Regions from separate parts of the Mus musculus genome. Here all the other regions are linked to region 1. A link is a contact called in public Hi-C data. All regions are on one chromosome and are shown on one strand. Each heading gives the region's core, a stretch centred on a gene start, on an enhancer-like site or on the middle of the called end of the contact. The rest is flanking DNA. Distances are from core to core; before and after follow the strand shown. Region 1 holds the start of Tmem268 (transmembrane protein 268). Region 2 overlaps Astn2 (astrotactin 2). Region 3 holds the start of Alad (aminolevulinate, delta-, dehydratase).

What was found. Hi-C and Micro-C count contacts between places; a contact is called where the count stands out from the background.
Region 2: a Hi-C map of liver shows a contact between it and region 1, with 3 times the contacts expected there. The contact joins the enhancer-like site here to the promoter of Tmem268 in region 1. A contact is called at or near these places in 2 of 39 promoter capture datasets (hippocampal neurons and liver) and 1 of 484 Hi-C or Micro-C datasets (liver).
Region 3: a Hi-C map of the G1E-ER4 cell line shows a contact between it and region 1, with 5 times the contacts expected there. The contact joins the promoter of Alad here to the promoter of Tmem268 in region 1. A contact is called at or near these places in 5 of 39 promoter capture datasets (the C10 cell line, the HPC-7 cell line, embryonic stem cells and 1 more), 5 of 484 Hi-C or Micro-C datasets (the G1E-ER4 cell line and regulatory T cells), 6 of 115 datasets of contacts at active chromatin or transcription factors (the SCID.adh cell line, embryonic stem cells, large pre-B cells and 3 more) and 1 of 9 other capture datasets (embryonic stem cells).

The regions. Positions count from the first base shown.
Region 1 is chr4:63,557,389-63,560,193 of GRCm38.p6, reverse strand. Tmem268 (transmembrane protein 268) reads right to left here and starts at 1,431. Exons shown (of 10, transcript NM_001356354.1): 1 at 1,237-1,431.
Region 2 is chr4:65,530,848-65,533,652 of GRCm38.p6, reverse strand. All of the region lies in intron 19 of Astn2 (astrotactin 2), which reads left to right. Among named protein-coding and RNA genes, the nearest start is that of Trim32, 73 kb to the left of the region's middle. Within about 2 kb of position 1,387, at least 12 of the 459 cell types and tissues checked have an H3K27ac peak or open chromatin away from gene starts, as enhancers often do. A contact at or near this core is called in liver, where this site is marked.
Region 3 is chr4:62,518,603-62,521,407 of GRCm38.p6, reverse strand. Alad (aminolevulinate, delta-, dehydratase) reads left to right here and starts at 1,345. Exons shown (of 12, transcript NM_008525.4): 1 at 1,345-1,548.

The DNA.
Region 1 (2,805 bases), core at 182-2,681:
GGAGTTGCTCAAGCCCGGGGCTGCACAGAAGGATCCACTGGTTGCAAAATGCCACAATGAAGCATTGTGTCGGGGGCAGAAATCACAGCACCCACATCAGCCCCCTCAGCTGCCCACAGAGACCCAATCAGCAGACTCCAGTCACACACCCAAGTTTGTGTGTGTTGGCTAAAAGTAACCTGCCCAGCCCAACCACTTCCCACCTGGGTAGCCTTGAGCAAGGTAACAAGACTTCTCTCTGCCTCCATTTCCTGGAAAGGAGACAAGGACAGACACTTAGGATTGCCCTATGGGTTCCACGTCCATGAGATCCACACTTGGGAAAAGGTTGATTACTGAGAGAAGGTAGCTGTCATCAACCTATGCCACAAACATTCCCTGAGAACCTTCTAGGGCCAGCCCCTGGACTGTAAAACCAGGAGTGGAACATGGAGCGTTTGCTCAGCCCTCCCCTGCAGGGATCACCATCCACTGGGGAAAACACACTCAGAACTGCCAGAGAGATGAGGAGGAGGAAACTAGGCAGCAAAGGTGGAGGACGACAGACTCCCTGGGCTGCCTAAATGGGCTGCTTCGCCAAGGAGGAGACTGAAAGGAGCCACACAGAACTGAATGGACTCGACTCAGAGGTCAGGATGGGTCCAGGGCTCCCCGTGTACATTCTCATCCAAGTACCGAGGCTACAGGGCCATGAGGGGTCAGGCAGGACCCCAATGGCAAATGCTAACCATTTACCACCTCCTCAGCTCTGCTCCAATCTTCAGCACACAAGTAAGGGAGCCCCACACCATGGTAAGCAAAGCACAGAGGGAGCAAGTGACTGCCGACCGAGTTCCTCTGGGAACCCACATTGCAACCAGATTTTCCAGTTGCGGGCTGTGCAGACTCAAGCCCCCAAGAGGTCTCATCTCTGCACAGTGCCTGCCAGCCTCACCAACATCTGAGCGCCTAACATATCCTGAAAGGAAAGAAAGAAAAAAAAAAAATGGATTTCCTTCTTCTAACTCAGCTTCATTAATTACAATGCAAGTCCAACACATCAGAGAAGCAGCAGTCCCCCAAAAGTTTAGGGCAGAAAAACCTGGCTGGACAAGGAGTTCAAACGCCCCATTTCAATGATGAGAACATTAAGCCCCGGAAGAGAAAGCCGACTATCCAAGGTCAGGGAGCAAACCCGGAGGGAGCCAAAACAGAAAGCCGGCTCGGCGCGGCCCGGCCCGGCGTCTCCCACCGTACCTGGCCTCGGGCTTGGGCAGCAGGCTCCCCGATCTCTGCCCTCTGGCCTTGGGGTTCCTTTACCCCAGAAATCACCCGCCCTGCCCTGCAGATCCCACGCCTGACGCGTGGGGCGGGAAGAGGTCACCCGAGCCTGAGCGGAGGGACGCGCACGCAGGCCCCGCGGCCCCAACCCCCGAGCGCGGGAGCGCGGACGCGCGGGCACGCGCACGGCTCGCGCACACTCACCGCCGCGCTGCCGCCCGGGCCGCTCAGGGTCAGAGGTTCCATGCCCCTTGTACGCCGCGGCGTCCCGGCGCCGCCGCCCCCGCCGTCCCCGCGCGCCCTTTTTGGGGCGCGTCGCCCCAGCCGGTCTCCGCCGAGTCGCCCTACGGCAGGAGCGTCTCTCGGGCCGAGCCCGGAGCGTTTCATCAGCCACGCTCCCCCAGGGCGCCGGTAGGGGCCCTGCGCCCGCCACGTGCATGAGATCTGAGCTCGTCCCTGCAGTGAAGGAGCGGGGCGGGGAGGCCTGTCCCGAGTGACAAAGTCATGGGATCCGATGCATGAGGCACACTCGGGACCAGAAGTTTCTTCCAGGCTTGTTTTTAATGAAAAACGGTGTTCAGTATTGAAAGCGTCGGTGTAGTCTCCACTTTGTATCTGCGTTTTCTTTAAAAATCTTTAGTTGAGACAGTGCTGTGAAATTGTGTGAGATCTTTACGAAATAATGTGTGAGGTGTTCAAACACACACTTGCACACCCCGCTCCTTGAGATTTAAAAGGATCTGTGATGGCCTGCTTCTTTTTCCAGGTAAATCACTAGTCTTGGGTTCACCTTGGTGGGTTGTTCTGACAACAGCAGACCTGGCTAACTACATGTACTTTTCTTTGGAGTACGTGTTTATATCCTATTAGCCACCAAACATTGTCTTTCAACAAAGACGGTGGGCACTTGGTTGCTGCACCAACAGCCTGGTTTCTTTTTCAGGGGATCGATGAATGCACAGGTGGTTCCCACCCTTGCTTACAGGAAGGACTAGGGCAGTACATGCCACTGCCCTTGTCTCTACAAGTGGTCTTGTACACACAGAGAGACACAAACACATTTCTTCCTTTTAACAACTCTTGAGGACTTCCAGACCACAGGACTTACATGTGCCTGCAGGATGTTTCCAGGCAGCGAGAATGAATTGAAAACCCAAATTAGCATATCCCATGGAGGTGCCCACGGGGACAAGTGAGGATCAAGGTGGCAGGCTACTGAAAATGAACTTATCTGTGAGCAAATCAGCACTGAGTACCTGCTCTGTGCCAGCCTTGCCCTGGGCAGTAGAAAACAGTTCGTGGGAGCCTCCCATGTAGTTTGATCAACTTGCTAAACAGTAATGTAGAGGCCTGGGAACAAAAGACCCAAGGGTGCTGAGACTTCTAAATGCTGACCCGGCTATTGAAAAGGAAACAGCAACAAGCTGTGGCCTAGCCCCGCCCCACCCCCAACCCTGCCTGTGAAGCAACCCTCCTCAATGTCAGAGATGCCCTACTGCCTTCCCACCAGCCTGTCTTCACTCTCCACGGGCCAGCAGTTTTAGG
Region 2 (2,805 bases), core at 138-2,637, 2.0 Mb before region 1:
ACCTTTGCCCTGTTGGTTCCTGGATATGTTCAAATTCCTGATAATAATAATTTGAATCCTGTTTTAGGAGACAGGTAAGCTAGTGAGAAATTTCTTGTGTGTATGTGAGGATGTATAGTTATTCTTATGGAAATCAAAGGCTAATATCATAGTGCCATTTACAAATACTCCTCTATTTTATTTTATTTTTTTGTGGTAGTGTCTCTCACAGAAGCTAAAACTCAATATGTCAGCCAGATTGTTCGGCCAGCAAGGCCTTTGGACTCTTCTATCTCCATATTGTGGTTCCATGACTGCTGGTAATCTTAATGCCAGAAGGCAGGGCCTCATGCCTGTATAGCAAGCACCTTTCCCATTGATTGAGCTCTCTAGCCCCAGGGAGTAGATTATTTGGCCCAGTAGGTAAGGGGACTTGCAGTCAACCTTGAGGGTCTAAGTATAATTTCTATTCACCTTGGAATGGTCGTTAAGCTCCTATGACAAAATATGAGAATATAGGATATAAAATATAACCGTATATGACAAAATACTCCGAAAAAAAGAAAGAATGAAAAACAAAACAAAACACAAACTTGTGTGGAGGAAAGATTTATTTTGTCCTCAGCTGGCTCTGTAGCTTTGGGCCTGACTCGGGTGAGGTAGGAGGAGAGTGTGAGAGAGGAATGTGCTTACTTCATGCTACCCACAAAAGGGGAGTTAGGGAGAAAGCATGAGGGAGGGGTGAGGAGGAAATGAGGTCACGAGTTTTCAAAGTCGTAATTCTAGAGACTTGCTTCCTCTAAGCCTTCTCACCTCCTAGATTCCACCACCTTTTAATAACACCGATGATGACCTATCACTGAATCAATACAGGTATTGTTTCAGAGACCCCAGGATCTATTCACCTCTCAAGATCTGGATCCAGTAGCTGAGGACTGTGTCCTTAACACAGAAAATTTAGTTGTTGGCACTGCACTTCAAATTGAAACCATAATACCTCTGAAAAAATGAATTTGGCTCAAATTTGAATCTTTTAGCTTAGTTACATGAATTTTATCCTGAAGAACATAAGCCCAGTGAAGGAATAGGAATTTGCAAAAGCTGTCTTTTGCTTCTCCCAATTTATCTACTTCTCCCTGAAATAGCTAGTATGTGTCACCATGTTTTCTAGGTCTCAGTTTCCTCATCTAAGCTATTTTAGAACCAACTATGGTACAGTTCTTGGGACATAGGAACTATGTAAGCTTAATTGTTTCTTTCTTATTTCCATGATTAGAGTGGGGAGAGGAATCAGGATTGGGGGATGGGAGGGAAGAGAAACATGAATAAGAAAACAAAGTAGAGAGTTGTTTTGGAAAGAGAAACAGTTGGTCAGAGGCTTCCAGAATAGGAAATCCTAGACTTTCACCTTTGATCTTTAAATTTCGATAGCATCCAAGTTCATTGCTGGGATTATTTATTCAGAAGGCCATGTGTGTGCAATGCAGATACAAGTGCGTACTAATATCTTTCTTGATTTCACTCCCTTGTGCTCATGGAAACACATAATCTTTATGGCTGCCATGTGCTCCACACTCCTCTGAGCTATTGAAATGCACATGCTTTTTGCTGCATCCCATCCATACTCCCTTAGGTTGGGTGACCTCTTTGTTTCCTTCAGAGAAACCATTGGCTATGGGGTCTCAGGACTCCTTTAGAAACACTGAGCATAAGTAGTCTTCTGTTCCAGTTGTTTTGAGCAGAATGAGGCTTGTTTTGTGGGGTGGCTAAATTCCCCGCACACTAATCTGTCATCAGTATTAAAAACAGACGTCTGGTTCTCCCACGTGGCCTCATCAGAGAAATTGGCATGAGCTTCGGCCTCTCAGGCAGGGAAGACATGTGTGGAGTGGGGGAATAAGAAGTGGCGCTGAAGCCCAAGCCAACTTAACAATTCCAAACCCCCTCTCTGACCTACGGACTCAGAGGAGAGGGACTTGGGCAGAGATTATACACATCAGCAGTCAGTTGTAGACTCACAGTTGAGACCTAGAAGGTTTCTTTCCTTCACTAGTGCCTCTCTAAAGTCCAAGAGCCAGTGTTATATCTGTTATAGTTTTCTGTGATCGAGACAAATCCTGGAGGCAAATGGAGATACAAGACATTTATATAGCTGAACAGGATGGAAGCTAGCCACCAGATAGCCATGGGGGCTTCTGATCTTTAAGTCCCATCAGGATTGTCATTTCTTTGTCATGCGTATATCAGCTGCTGAGAATCCCAAGAGTTTGGAGTAGGGTCACCGTAAGCATGGAGTCCCCCCTTCTTTGGTGTAAGGATGGAGGAAGTGAGAATAGAAGGGAACAGGCTCACCAGGCTCACTGGCCATTATCCTTTCCTACTTCCCAGTGTGCTAATAGTCCTACCACATATTTTTCTTCAGGCATCTGCTGCTCACTTGATGGATTCTCTTTTAATCTTTAAAAAAATAGAAGCTTCTGTCTTTCCTCATGGGATTCCTAGCTTCAGCTCATTTGATTCAGGGCTGGAAGGCCAGCTGACTCTTTTGGCTCTTGAAAAGGCAGCAGGCCCTTTCTGCTTGCCCCCACCCGGCCTCAAAAAAGGCAGCGACATCTGGAGCTGGTCAGTGCCCCTTTTTGTGCTGGCATCTGGGAGTCTGCTGGGCCTCTCCCCAGTAGATTGGTACCAGGCATTGGGTTTATCTCTTGCCAACTCTCAAGTCCTTTCTGATTCTGCTTTTCTCTTTCCTTTCCTTTCTATTTCTCTTTTTTCTTCTTTTTTTTTGGGGGGGGGGTGTGTGTGTCTTATCTTGATTTCTGACTCTTC
Region 3 (2,805 bases), core at 96-2,595, 1.0 Mb after region 1:
TTCCAAACTGTACTAGCAGGCCAAGTACAGAGCCAGATAAAAAGCTGGCTGACTAAACAAATATAGAAACATAGTTTTAACGGTCAAAAACAAAATTAACAATCCTCCTGCCCCGCCTCACTAAAACACACACAAGGACAGACAAAATAAGAGTCACCCTACATAAACCAACCAATGTCTAAAAAGATTATTGGCTACACCAATTAAAATAAGCCAAACTACCCTGGTGCCTATATCCAACCCTTACAAAGGTATAAAAAGTGTGTTCCTTCTTTGTTCTGGGTCTCTCCTCCTGCCTGCCAGCTGAGAGGGGAGTCCCCAACATGCTGGATAAGTAAAATCCTCATGAGTTTTTGCAATGATGGTGGTCTCTGTGCTCTTTGTGGGTGAGGGTTTTCTGACAAGCTACAACACTCTCATACCCTTCACCCAGCTTCTCTTGTTACAACTTTAAGTTCAATTTTTCTAGTGAATTATTGAAAACCAAGATGAGTTCACAGATCTTAAACATTTTTAAAATGAAGATCTGGTGGTACCTAGAACATTTACAGTATTATTACACAACTGCCCACTTTTACCTCCAAAATAATTTTATCACCTCCTCCCTAGTGAGCATTCCCCAAGGCTCCCTCCACAAAGAGGGCCCTTGCCACTCTCAAGTCTTTGTCAAAGCCCCATAAACCTCTCTAGACCCCACGCTCCAGTCTTCCCCAGACCTTTGGTCAGAATTTTTCTTTTTTTAATTGTTTTTTGGTTTGTTTGTTTTCTGTTTTGTTTGTTTTGGGTTTGGTTTGTTTGTTTGTTTGTTTGTTTGGTTGGTTGGTTTTTTGTCACCTAGTGCTAAGATTAAAAGCATGCACCACCAAATTTACTCCCTTTTATACTCCAAATTTTAATGTATCCATTGTAGATAAACCTGATCTCCTAGCATACTTGGATGGTTAGTTTTCTCGGCTTTTTTTTTTTTCCAATGTCTTTCATATCTCTCAACCCATGAGATAGGGGCTGGATAATCAATTACATAGAATAAATAAATCTAGACAGTCAGTCTGCTGCTGAACGTATTTACCCGCGGTGTTAGGCATTACCGAGGTGTTTTAATGCCGTTGACATCCAATTGTTCTTTTACCAGTGAGCAACGCAGTCAATTTTTGCTCCGGGCTGAGAATAGACCGTCAAGTGAACTCTGGGATGAGTTCGGATTGCAAGCCAGGGCACCTCCCAGAGGCTCCGAATGCCCACGTGGACCCCCTCGGGCCTTCCCACCTCAAGTGAGACCCGAGCTGGGGGGCGGGGAGACGGGCGGGCTCTCGGGCAACTCTGGATTGGCCAAGATTCCAGCCCCGCTCAGCGTGGATCTGGCCGCGCGAGCTGACCAGTGATCCGGAGACTGCCCCGAAGGGAGCGTAAGCTGCATTCCCGGAGGGGCGGGCGGTACGGGAGCCGCTTCCGGGTGAGCCGCCCCGCCCCCACGTGGGCTTGCGCTTTTAGAGCGGGAGAGCGCGGTGTCCAGAGCCCGGCTCGGAGCGGCGGCGAGCAGCGTCCTTGGTACGTGAGCAGGCGCCGGCCTCTGGGAAGTGGCGGGTTGAAGGGGGACGGGACCCCAGAACAAGGTGAGGTGCACCCCTATGGCGCTGTGTTCCCGAAGCTCTGACGCTGTAGCGGAGACGCTGTCCCTATGCACCTACTAGAGTGGGCGGGATTCTTGCCGCTACAAGGTCTTGCTGCGTCCGGGATTCGGGACTCAAAGATGGGCTCCACCCGCCCCCTTTCTCGGAGGCCTCAGGGGTAGCCTCGGTTTCTGCAGAGCGCGATCTGTCTGGCAGGCTGGAGAAGTGGGGAAAACAATAAGGGTCGCTTGTGCTAGGTCTCTCCTGCTTCTGCTCATTCAGTCATACAACGATCCATTGAGATCCGCTTAAGACCCAGACCACATGAGAAGAAAAGCAGTCATGCAGCTTGAAACAAGAATTTGTCCCCATGCCTTTTAAATCCCAAAGTCACATACTAACCACCCTGCTACCAGCCGTGGCCAGGTCTAGGTTAAACCTTTCTTCCCCTACTCTCACCTGGAATCTCTGTCGCCTCTTCCATACTGGGACTATAACGTGTGAACTCTGTCCTTCTAATGCCAAAAGTCCTGGTGAGGACTGAGGGCTGCTAGACTCCAGAAGTTTGGACCATATTTATAGCTGACCTGCTGTATGAGACCTGCCCTTCTCGAGTTCAGTTTTACAGTTGTTTGATGTAAAAGCTCTCAGCCAGAATATTTTAGCAGTCTGTGGAAAGGCAACTCCTAGCTTGAAATGTCTAGACCCGGGCAGCAGGGGGGATTAAGCGCCCACACTAGATGAGGTCTAAGGTCTCTTCTTTAACCCCTCCTAACACCGTGGCAGGTGGCAGCTAGAGTGTGCAGGAAATGCAAATGAGCCACCGGGCAGTACCTTTTCAGAACTGCCCACAGATGCCTTTCCTGGGCCTCTTTGGGCTTCAGATTTCCCAGCTCTGAACCTTCTACCTAGCTGGCCCTCCTGACTTGTCTCCTCCCTAGCCAGGGCAGAGCCTGCTCGAGCTGGCACCACTTCACTACTATTTATGCCAAGAGCACAGCCTCCGGAATTCTTTGTGGGGTACAACCTGGGAGCCCAGGCTCTGAAGCTTTCTCTCAGCTGCTCCCAGTGGCAGTCTCACTCCCAGGTTGTGGGATGCTACCTCCTAAGGGAGGTGAGACCTTTACAGTCTTTCAGAAAAGCTACCCCGCAGTGTCTCTAAGAAACTACAGTGTTCCTTTTCCTTCTTGTCTAG